Linked DNA regions of Sus scrofa: all the other regions are linked to region 1. Evidence: chromatin contacts called from public Hi-C and promoter capture Hi-C data. All regions are on one chromosome and are shown on one strand. The core of a region is the stretch at or near the end of the contact, and the rest is flanking DNA. Distances in the headings are between cores, read along the strand shown.

Evidence for each region. Promoter capture Hi-C pulls out the DNA fragments that hold promoters and counts their contacts. Hi-C and Micro-C count contacts between places; a contact is called where the count stands out from the background.
Region 2: a promoter capture Hi-C map of liver shows a contact between it and region 1, with 2.3 times the contacts expected there. The contact joins the promoter of SNAP23 here to the promoter of TMEM87A in region 1. A contact is called at or near these places in 2 of 5 promoter capture datasets (liver and skeletal muscle), 1 of 47 Hi-C or Micro-C datasets (heart right ventricle) and 1 of 2 datasets of contacts at active chromatin or transcription factors (alveolar macrophages).
Region 3: a Hi-C map of skeletal muscle shows a contact between it and region 1, with 3 times the contacts expected there. The contact joins the enhancer-like site here to the promoter of TMEM87A in region 1. A contact is called at or near these places in 3 of 5 promoter capture datasets (fetal skeletal muscle, liver and skeletal muscle), 6 of 47 Hi-C or Micro-C datasets (embryonic fibroblasts, liver, psoas muscle and 1 more) and 1 of 2 datasets of contacts at active chromatin or transcription factors (skeletal muscle).

The regions. Positions count from the first base shown.
Region 1 is chr1:129,096,182-129,100,089 of Sscrofa11.1, reverse strand. It overlaps TMEM87A (transmembrane protein 87A), which reads right to left and starts at 1,702. Exons shown (of 20, transcript XM_005659710.3): 1 at 1,456-1,702; 2 at 129-189. The coding sequence starts at 1,614. GANC (neutral alpha-glucosidase C) reads left to right here and starts at 1,777. Exons shown (of 25, transcript XR_002345333.1): 1 at 1,777-2,691.
Region 2 is chr1:128,886,686-128,890,593 of Sscrofa11.1, reverse strand. SNAP23 (synaptosome associated protein 23) reads left to right here and starts at 1,639. Exons shown (of 8, transcript NM_001244719.1): 1 at 1,639-1,730.
Region 3 is chr1:128,924,057-128,927,964 of Sscrofa11.1, reverse strand. It overlaps ZNF106 (zinc finger protein 106), which reads right to left. Exons shown (of 21, transcript XM_021097187.1): 3 at 938-1,138. Among named protein-coding and RNA genes, the nearest start is that of ZNF106, 32 kb to the right of the region's middle. Within about 2 kb of position 1,629, at least 27 of the 83 cell types and tissues checked have an H3K27ac peak or open chromatin away from gene starts, as enhancers often do. A contact at or near this core is called in embryonic fibroblasts, fetal skeletal muscle, liver and 1 more, where this site is marked.

The DNA of each region.
Region 1 (3,908 bases), core at 453-2,952:
TCTTAGACAGTGCTGGACTATTAAACTTCAGAACTTATGTTGCTCATCAGAGGTAGAAAACAGGTAATTTAAAAGTTTGAAGACCACTCAAAAACTCAATAAAACTTCATGAAATGCAAAAAACTCACATTTCAGGAAGATAGTAGTATTTTTGAAGAGGATCTTTCCAAAACTAAAATAATTTTTCCCCTGCAAAGATAAAGAAGAGAAAGGATAATTAGCATCAAATCACTTTAATCCCCAAAGCAGCATGCAACTGGTATAAAAACCTAAATTTATAAAATGTTCAAGTTAGTTTTCTTAACACACATACAAAAAATGCATAAATATCCTTCCTTTTAGTAAAATTCAACCATATCCAATCTGCAGGATTTTGAAGCTTGGTGCGGAGACATGATTTTTTTTCCACAGGCCATGAAGCAAGGACTCTGGAAGGAAGGCTCCTACAAATCCTCAGATAACTTAAATCTTCATGGAAGGTACTCTTTAATCGGTTCACTCCTTTTACTCACTGATCATTGTCTAGAATAACCAATCATTTCTTCAAACAAACTATTCTATGAGCAGATGGCCAAATTCAACTATCAACCATTATACAAGTAACAGTACCTAAAACCGAGAACCTGAAGATCTTCACCAACTGAACAAAAGCTATAATTCCTGCCATATCAAAAGCTCAAATAAGATTTGGGCATTACAACCAGTGAGCAGAGCAGAACAAAAAAGACTACTGTGATTTTAATAAGACTAATGACTTCTGGCATTTCCTGCCAGCTTGTGATTTATCAGCTCACAGGACTATAGCTCTTACTCAAAGGAGGTTTTAAAAGGGCCGAGGGTCAACCTATCTAGTTAATTTGTCCAGAAGAAAAACTAACTTCTCACAATAAATTTTAGAATACTGTTTCTTCCGTTTTGTCCACTCTCAAATTAGACTACATTTCAAATGCTTAGGCTTCCTAATCACATGGCAAAGCTTAGAATAACTATTTCAAAGTCCAAACGAAATCAAACAGCTTCACAAGTAGAATCATCTAGTAGCCAAAAAATGAAGAGGAAGAAAAAAAAAGATGTCTATTTACATATCCCTCTCATTCAACCCGGAGTCATAAGATTCTGCGAAAGTTCAGCTGAAAAGAAAAACCACTTTCCACATATACATCAAGTTTACATGCCTCCAGTCAAAGAAAGTTCTCTGACTCTGCTGATAAAGAACCGCTCCATCACCACTCTCCGTTTCGGAAACGACCCTGGCATTACTGCTAATCTACCCACAGAAGTGTGCGGCTTTCCACTCCAGGTAGGTGAGTCCACGTTAACCAAGGACACAAACGCTCCCGGCAGTCCCACCCCTTTGGAAGCGTACTTTGGCGGAACCTTCCTGGACCCCATGGGCCGCCGTAGCCCCACCCCCTTACTCTTCCAGGCTCAGTTTCTCCTTAAGTGAACACTCACCAACGATATCGGTATGCGCCACTTGGATCGGTCGGCAGCTGCCACGGATGCCGGTCCTACACCGAAATGTGACAGTGGGGACGTGGGAGCCCCCAGAAGAAGAAGAAGAATGACAGGCAACACCTGAAGCCACGCAGCCGACGCCATCTTCACAGCCATGGAGTGCCTACCCAAAGTATTTCACCTTCTTCCGGTTCGTCCCGCCCTCTTCCGGCTCCCCTCTGGGGGCGGGATCATCCGGGTCCTCAAAACCGCAGGGGGCGTGTTTGTTTTGCGACTCAGCAGCCCCTCCTTCAGGCATACGTCACGGCCTGGTGTGAGGCTTTGTACCTACTGCGCAGGCGTCATCTTGTTGTAACCTAGTCACCTTGGAGCGCTAGGTTCATCGCCAAAAGCCATCGCCGAGTCTCTCGACTCCTCTACCTTAAGGGTTTGGGGACCAGACAAGAACCCCGTGGGGCGTTTGGCTCTCTCCTCCTCCTGTTGGCCCCTGTCCCTCATTCCTTCTGAGTCCGAGTCAAATGCCGGGGCCAGGAGTCTAGGAAAGCCGTAAGTCTGGCTGCCTACTTAAAGTCTAGTATTGAGTTCTAGGTTTCCGGAGGTATTTAAGCAAAAACTGGAATTTAGCCGGGGTGGAGTATAAGCGATTCCTAAACTGGACGGTGTAACAGATAACTCCTTTTAAAAAACCCCTTCTGGCCCTTAAGTCTGTGATGTAGATGTTGGCCGGCGCACATCAACTTAGAGCAGCCACCCGGCCGGCACTTCCTACTCACAGCTAAAACCGGGAGAGAGTGGGTCAGTTTTCAGTATCTTTGGCGTGACCGTCACTGAGAAAGATCTGCAGAAGCTTCGCCCAAGTCACGCAGACCGTCTTGGTACTTCCTGGTTCTCAGTCTCAGGGTTTTCATCCTCTGGGTCTGAGTTCACGCCCCCTCTGTTGCAGAAACCTTTTCGGTTCCTAATGAAGGTAGTTCCTGACCAGCCACTCAAAACCAAGAAAACTTTGCCCCCAAAAAACTAGTAGAAAGACTAGTTTGGGCGTGGAAATCCCAGGAGCAGGTGTCAATTTGTCACTCCTTGAGAACCTGGAGCCCCAGAAACTTGACGGTGGTAAAGCGCTGGTGGTTATTTAGAAAGACAATCTAAGAGACCGCCTGGGGCCTTTGCCTGAGAGCTGGGAGCCTGGTGAAGTGACTGGGAAGCCATGGAAGCAGCTGGCAAAGAGGAAATCAGGTAAAATCCCAGTAGTCCAGCAGGAACTGACTCCAGGGCCCACGGAGGCAGGCAGAACCTGGAAACAACATTCTGGCTTTGAAGATTTTATTGACTTTGATTGCGCTTGTTTGCACGTTTGGTATTTGTACATTAAATTTATATCTTTTCAATTCTCCAGAGAATTAGGTGATATTAATAGCCCCGCATGAAGTATTTTCAAGATAGTTAACAAAACTGGAAGAATTGTTATCAGAACTCTTAACACATGAATTTCAAGCATGTTGCTTTCCAAATTCCGCTGTATACACCTCTTCCTGAAGCATTCCAGAGTATATTCTTCAAAGCTGGAAAGAATGCTAATTTCTCTAATCTTTGCACACTTGATCCAAAGAAACAGTGACAAAGACTCAGTGAAGGATTTGATTACTGCCATGATAAACCATGTCCAAGTGTGTTTGTCTGAGCTTGTTTTCATAATATTTTGAAATAGTATTCAGTTATAGCTTCCTACGTAATCATGGTCATACTGACTACAGATGTATTCACTGTGTCTCATGCATGAAAGTCAATGTGGGTTTTTTTTTTTTCATTATAGCCTGTAGTTGTTTTATTTTTTTGTCTTTTTGCCATTTCTTGGGCTGCTCCTGCGGCATGGAGGTTCCCAGGCTAGGGGTCTAATCCGAGCTGTAGCCGTTGGCCTACGCCAGAGCCACAGCAGCGTGGGATCGGAGTGGATCCTTAACCCACTGAGCAAGACCAGGGATTGAACCCGCAACCTCATGGTTCCCAGTCGGATTCGTTAACCACTGCGCCACAACAGGAACTCTGCCTGTTGTTTTAATCAGTATATATTAAATACATATACTCAAGTAGCAATATACATACATCTTGATCATGTTCTCTTCAGAAACAGCTTTTCTGGAAACTTGATTTTAAAAAACATTGGCCCCTAGATTGTCAGCATCATCTTAAAAGCAAAGGATTTTCCTTCTCCATTGGTTTCTATCCTTATTCTAGCACCTTGCACATACCTCATTATAGCATCTGTCAGGTTGATTTGTGATGTCAGGCTCCCAAAGAAAGCTTGAACACAGTCCTTGTGTTATTATGGCCCTAACGCATTTTTACAACACAGTGGTTTATGTGCCATGTTTAACTAGAATTAAAGAAGGTGCAGGAGTTCCTCTCGTGGCTCAGCAGAAACAAATCTGACAGTATACATGAGGACACGGGTT
Region 2 (3,908 bases), core at 390-2,889, 210 kb after region 1:
AAGGCCAGGGATCGAACCCATAACCTCCCGGTTACTTGTCTGATTCATTTCCACTGCACCACAACAGGAACTCCGCAGTCTATCTTTCAACCTCATCATTCTATCACATGGTTTTCGCTAAGATCACCAATGACTTCTGTGTTACTAAATTGGAAGGATATTTCCCAGGCTTCATCTTCCTTGAACTTTTAGGAGTACACAAACTCCTGTGAAAGGTTTTTTATTTCCAGCACTGTGCTTTATTCTTAGTGATGCCTGGAAGCATTTCCAGATCTGCTTAAAATCTTTTTTTTTTTTTCCCTCTTTTTGCCTTTTCTAGGGCTGCTCCTTTGGCATATGGAGGTTCCCAGGCTAGGGGTCCAATTGGAGCTATAGCCGCCGGCCTACGCCAGAGCCACAGCAACTTGGGATCCGAGCCACGTCTGCAACCTACACCATAGCTCACTGCAATGCCAGATCCTTAACCCACTGAGGAAGGCCAGGGATCGAACCTGCAACCTCATGGTTCCTAGTCGGATTCTTTAACCACTGAGCCACGTTGGGAACTCCTGCTTAAGATCTTTTGATATTCTCAGTGATCATGGTAAAGTGAAAAAATGCAAGATCTTCTAAGATCTAACTTTTTTAAAAAATTGTAGTATGATTGATTTACAATGTTATGTTAGTTTCATGAGTACAGCACAGTGATTCAGATATATATATTACAAAATGTTGGGTATCATTCCCTGTGTTATACAGTAGGTCCTTATTAGTTATCTATTTCACATGTAGTAGTATCATTGCCAACTTTTTTTTTTAACAGCTGCATCTGTGGCATATGAAAATTCCCAAGCCAGGGGTTGAATAGGAGCTGAAGCTGCAGCCTGCAGCTCCAGATTCCTGGGGCATCTGTGAAGCTGCAGCAAGATGGGAGGATCCTTAACCCACTGAGCCAGGCCAAAGATTGAAACTGCATCCTCACAGAGACAACTGTTAAGTCCTTAACCCACTGAGTCACAGCAGAAACTACATCATTGCCAACTTTTAAAAACCCTTTCTCCCCTTCACCGGAAGGCGGCGCGCTTTAAGCCTCTCAAGTAGGATGAACTGCAAGGAATTTCCAGAAGGTGTTATGTTGTTCTTGGCACACTCTGTTCTCACAGTCTGGAAACTCCTATCTCCTTCCATTCCAAATTTCCGGGGGAACTCCTACTTAGCCTTCACGATTCAAAAGTCACTTCCTCCGGGAACTCTTCCAGATACCCTAAGAATAAAGCGCTTTGTTCACTGTGCCCCAACGGCGCCTCGGATTTTTCATATTCCAAGCACTATATTCTGTCCACTACAATTTGTTTACATATCTATGTCCCAGTCTAGGCAAAGGTCGGGGAGGCATTCTATTCGTTTTCTCTTCCTCAACATTCATCTCGTACATTGCCTGGTACACGGTTTGCCCTCGGTAAATGTTTATTGCATAAACACTTTCCATCTTGGGCGGGACCCGAATTGTCGGGTTAACCGGTGAGTCCCCAGACTCTTCGCCTGCGTGGCAGGGAGATTTAAACCGCCCCCCCGCCCCCACACCAGGGTGATTGGCTCCAGCTGCAGGGGTGTGTCCGCGCCCGCCGCGCCGGAGGAGCGCGCAGGCGCGCAGGTTCGGCGCGCGCAGGCGCAAGAAGAGAGCAGTTGGAGAGTCCGGCCTGCGGGTGTCCGATCTGCTGCGGCCGGAGAGGAGTGGCCGGAACTGCTTGGTGAGTCTCCAGGAGTGGGATTGAGGGAGCTGGCTGCCGTGAAGATTGGGTTCATAATCCCAAGGAGAAAGTGTATATCGTGACAGTTGAAAAACTGGTGGGGTCGGGCTTGAGGGGAGGAGGGGGCGCTCTGGCCCGAACTGAGCCGGTCCGGCCGGGCTCGAAGACGCGAGGCTCCTGGAGACTCTCTAGGGGTCAGAGGAGGAAGGGTGGAGGGATGTTGGTTCTCCGGACTTTCCTTGAAACCTAGCAGAGGTAAACTCCCACTCCCTGACTTCTCACCCTCGCAGTTGTCGGGATTAATAGACTTTATGGTGGCCACAGTGATCAGATTAATTTTCAACTACCTGTATGAAAAAGGTTTCTGAGATTCATGGCATTGGAGAGTCCATGCTCTCTAGGAAAGTCTGTACTTGGCTCGCGGCTTCACTGAAGACAAACGAAGGAAAGAGTTATTAAAAGTAAAATTCCACGGAGTAAATGGTGGTGGTGGTGGGGAAGTCCTGGAAAGTGCTGTTTCACCTGGAACTTTTTTTCATCATTAGTCACCACAATGCTAGACAAGGCAGATGGGGGTCAGAGGCAACGAAAGTCGTCAAAATTGGGAAAAGAAGATGAGAAGAGAATATAAATTTTGCCTTTTGCTACTTGCCCTCTCCTTTGGGGAGGGCTGGAGGCGATTATGGATACTGGCAGCTTATGACAGTGTTGCCTTAGCTTCCTGAAAATAATGTAGCTTCTTAGTAGAAGGTATTTCAAGAATTGAGAGTGATATTATTCCATCTGCCCTGGGACCTTAAAACTGGTTTGCAGATGTTCTGGTGAAATCCTGCAGGTTTGGCCAGATGGAAATGGTTCTTCCACTTTCTTGGTTAGCCTGAAAGATACCACGCTTGAAATTCATGAGACATCTTTAGCAAGAATACTTTGACATTTAAACTTAAAATATTTCATAGTAAAATTTTAAAATATTATTTCTTCCACCAGCAAATTTGATTCCTAAGGCATCCACTAATCACCTGCCTTTCATTCCTTTGGAAAGAGGTAATGAGAAAAAAACACTTTCATATAAATATTAACAAATATTAGGAGAAAACCCTCTTCCTATATGACCATGCTCCTTTGACAGGCCATGTGAAAGTAAATTAAATGATCATGTAACTTAACCCACAACTTAGATATCAGTGTTGCTAGGGATCTTTTTCTAGGTGCTTGTGACATGTAAATATGCCCTAGAGAATTGCTATTATCTTAGTTCCAGAATAGGAATGGCTTATTGTGTCATTATGTTTTTAACAATATTACACACTCTTTCCTATAAACAGAATTTCTGAATGCTTCTTAGTATTTGTTTCTTTTACTCTAAATTAGCTTTAGTAACAAGCTCACTGAACTGAAGGTCACATCTTTTTATCATTCAGAACCCACCCTTGAACCAAAAAGAAAGCAAACAAACAAACCTAAAAACAGACCCTGTTGCTGATGGGACAGCTGTTGTTACTTCCCTTGGTATGAACCATACCACCATCATAAAAGATTTCCAAAGTAATAAATATGTTAACTACTAAGCACGTACGTATTGCTTAAATAACAACTAAAATTTCTTTTTCTTGCTTTGCGCTTTGGAAAATAGTGCTTTGGGCCTAATTGCCTCTTTTTTTTAAATAAAATGAAGATTGGATTATCTAAACTCTAAGGGCAGAAGATTCCAAAATTCTGTGAGCCTTGTGATGGCATTCATTGTTGTGACATAATTCTAACAAACCAGATGAAAGTAGATTAGAATAGCAAAAGGGAAAAAAAGGATGTTCACTCTTTGACATTTTTGTGAAATCAACTGCCTTTGTTTTGTTTTCCTCCTGTAGTTGCTATTTCTCCTTTTTTTTTTTTTTTTTTTTTTTTTGCTTTTTAGGGCCACTCAAAGTATAAGGAATTCCCAGGCTAGGGGTCAGAATGGAATCAGAGCCACAGCTGCCGGCCTATGCCACAGCCACAGCAACGCCAGATCCGAGCTATGTCTGTGAGCTACACCACAGCTCATAGCAACGCCAGATCCCTAACCCACTGAGTGAAGCCAGGGATCAAACCCACATCCTCATGGATACTAGTCAGATTCAGTTCTTCTGTGCCACAACAGGATCTCATCTATTTCTTGAACATTCTGGAAATCTGATTTTT
Region 3 (3,908 bases), core at 380-2,879, 170 kb after region 1:
TATCTCTTTTATTCATACCTAAAATTTTCTGCTTCACTGATTAAACACTTTAGACCATAAATCAGTAAGGGTGAAATACAAAAGGCTAATACCTGAATTACATAGATATGAAATTACATAGTACAAGCTATAAAACTTATATTTGCTGAGATCATCTTGACACTAATTTAAAATATAATAACAAAGGGATAAGTGAAATTTGGTAGAAGCACCATGTTAATTCACATCCAAAAAATAATTTTTTCCTAAGGGATGAAGTAAGAAATGCTATATAATATACTCAAATGAAGTTTCTTCGCTAATACCTTTCCACTAGAAAATCTGGATACCAAATAATAACAATTTATTGGTGCCAAAAATATTTGGAATAAAAACAGTTCTAAACATAGTTATCAATATGGTAAAAAACTTCAGATATGTAGCAGCTGTAGCTAGCTTTTATGTAGGGTCAATACTGAGGGTTTTTTTTTTTTTAAGCAGTTAGTACAACTGTTTAAGAAAGTATTCCGCTTATCCTTTTATGAATAAGACAGCAAATTCAAGATAAACTTTATAATTAAGATAAGTCTGAATGCTATAGGCTGAAAATAGTAGAAATGTAAATTGTATTCTCTACTACATTCTGTTTCATATAGGCTTTTTAAAATATCAAAATCGGAGTTCCTGTCATAGCTCAGTGGTTAATTAATCTGACGAGGAACCATGAGGTTGCGGGTTCCATCCCTGGCCTTGCTCAGCAAGTTAAGGATCCGGCATTGCCATGAGCTGTGGTGTAGGTCACAGATATGGCTTGGATCCCGAGTTGCTATGGCTGTTATGTAGGCTGGCAGCAACAGCTCCGGTTAGACCCCTAGCCTGGGAACCTCCATATGCCTCGGGTGCAGCCCTAAAAAGACAAAAAAATAAAATAAAATAAAATATCAAAATCATTACTCACCGACTTTGTTCATCCCTTTGTTTTATTAACTGAACGAGTTCCTTGTCAAAATAATCTTCTTCCTCTTCTTCTCCCTTTCCATCATCTTCTCTTTCCTGGGCATCAACGTTATCTTTGTGCAACTGGCCAGAAATGTGCTTTGCATATGCGGAAAGACCCACTTCTGTGACCCCGCACACTCGGCACTCATGACTACTGTCCCTAGGGAAAGAGGGAGATGAGGGACATTCAATTCTCCCCACTGGCATGACACACTCACCAGATCTGTTACAGTTTCCTCTGAAAGACACTGCACACTTTGGCACAGTGAAAAATTAGTGCTAATCAGTTTCAATGCTCCTTTCATCACTTTCAATAAGTTTGCTCATAAGTTACTTTTGGAATGAATTAAAGATTTTTTCCAGCAATCAAGAGGCAATACACTTCAGAATAATGTAGTTTAGGAGGAGGAATCTTCTTGAATTGCTGTACTTAAAATATTGCCAGAGGAAACATGGTGAAAGGGGAGGCAGGGCAGGGGGCTCAGAGCAAACAGAAGTTGCTCCAGAGCACACCCATGGTGCCAGCTGCACTCAGAACGCCTGGCCAGGCGCTTACATTTAATCTCTGGCACAAAAGCTTTCTCCCAGTGAAAATTAAGGGTGGAGAAAAGATTAGGCGGCGTAGCCAATCACAACCCAGTAACTAAATCGGTAACTAAATCGGAACAGCTGGAGCTCTGCCTGGAATGTGAAGATTCCGGACCCTAGGGCAAATGATAGGAGTAGTCTCAGCAAACTTTTTTTGGTCTGGATGATACATGTGATCTACATTCTGCTTCAAAAGGGCTTTATTTTAAAGGGAATGGAAAGCATTTCAGTTGTAGGAAGTTAACAGCTGTGCTAGGCAAATGGTTTTTCTCAGGTTTCAGAAAAGAATACCATTAAAAAAAAAAAGAATACCATTAAGAGAGAAGCAAAACTAAGTTCTCAGTTAAGATAACTGGGCAAAAGGCTTTTGCTTCTTTTACTTTACACACCTAATTGTATATCTCATACTTGGCCAGTTTAAGAAGCCAAAGTCTTGAATCAACGTCCAGAGCTATAGCAAATGAATAATCTCACTGCCTTTTTGGCTTCCTAAAATCTCCGATTGGCTCGGCTGTCTGTGCAGTCATTGACACATCTGAACATGATAGCCACATGTGTAATGAGTGGACAATAATATCCACTCAATAATCCAAACTGGCCTAACTCTATCATTTTATAATTTGTTTGGGGTTAATACTAGTGGTATTTCTGCACTTCCTATGCCATTCTATAACACACACACACACAGACATGCTGTCTTTGCTAATACAAAGACACACAATGCTGCTCCATCTTCCCCTCACATATATCCATCCAGACATGGGCAGAATTCATATCAGCCAACCAGAAGAGACTTTCATAATTAAGCACTTCATTTACTATAAGATGGTTTCTGTTACAGATCATCTAAACATCAACAAAATAAACAAATAAACCATACTGATCAGCTACTAAATTTCGGGGAGCATATGGTTAATGGTGACAAAGTATAAACAAATAACGCCCAGTAAGTTAAACAAAACAAAAAACACTTTTTTTTTTACTTGTAATAATCACGAAAAACACTTCAGAGAAACAGAGAAAATTAATAAGTTTCCACCTTTTTTACTTTGTAACTATAAATGTTCTGGATGTAATATATCTTTGACATTAAGATTCATTTTAATGAGTTCTGGCCAGATTTCCTGAAAACGTCATTAGCCAATTACCCCAAATATCAATATTCTAATTCCATCTAATCCTCCAGGAACTTAAACTAATTTCACCGAGAGTTTTCCACTCTACTTACTACATTTACACACGTGAAAAAGAATTCTCAATTTTCTGCAGTTTACCAGGGATATACACACTCCTCTCAAGCAATTAGAATTACAGTAGTTCATTCAAAGTGAACGTTAACTTGCAACAGAAAGCAAGCTTTTTCTCACAGCAACACAAAATAAAGTAGAAAATGTATATATAAATATAAATCTATCCCCAAAGGGCAGCAATCAGAAGAATCCAAAGACTGTAACAAACTTAGAAAACATAATTTACACTATAACAATGACTCAAATCAACTGGATTTTCTGGTTAGAAAATCTTTTTGGCTTTAAATTCTTTAATAAAAATGTCTTAATCCACTTTTCTACCTAAAAAATTTCAGAATGCTAAACTGTATTATACTGCAGTACAAGGGACATCATTCTAAAAGGTATTCCTAAATAAAATCCCTGATTTTACCCTTACTTCTAAAATGCAAAAAGGAGTTTCCAATGTGGCCCAGCAAGTTAAGACCCCAACTAGTATCCTTGAGGATGCAGGTTCAATCCCTGGCTTCACTCAGTGGGTTAAGGATCCAGCACTGCCACAATCTGCAGTGTAGGTCACAGACACAGCTTGGATCTGGTGTTGCTGTGGCTCCAGCATAGGCCGCCAGCTATAGCTCCAATTCAATCCCTAGCCAAGGAACTTCCATATGCTGCAAGTGCAGCCCTAAAAAAAAAAAAAGGACATAATCAGAAGGCAATGCTCACTTTTTAAAATATTAAAGAAGTAGTGTAAAATAGACAGTAATTACCTCTGTTAAAAATAAATATCCATAATCATAAATCCACACATTTTGCAATTTCCAAAGCACAAGTATATGTTGGGTATGTATCAGACACACACACACAGATTTCTACTTTCACTGCAAGAAGGAGTATTAACCATAATTCTGAAGTTATTTGATAGAAAAATATCTCAAGATCCTACCCAGAAGGGTACAGGCAATAAATGCAACATAAAAGTTAACACTGAAAAGCTTTTATCAAAGCATAGAAATCCTTAACATTTTTCCTACAAATCTAGTTTTGTTTTTTTTTTTTTTTTCAAAAAAAAGATAAGCTTTACAAGAAATTTCAAAAGAGAAAAGAGAGAAT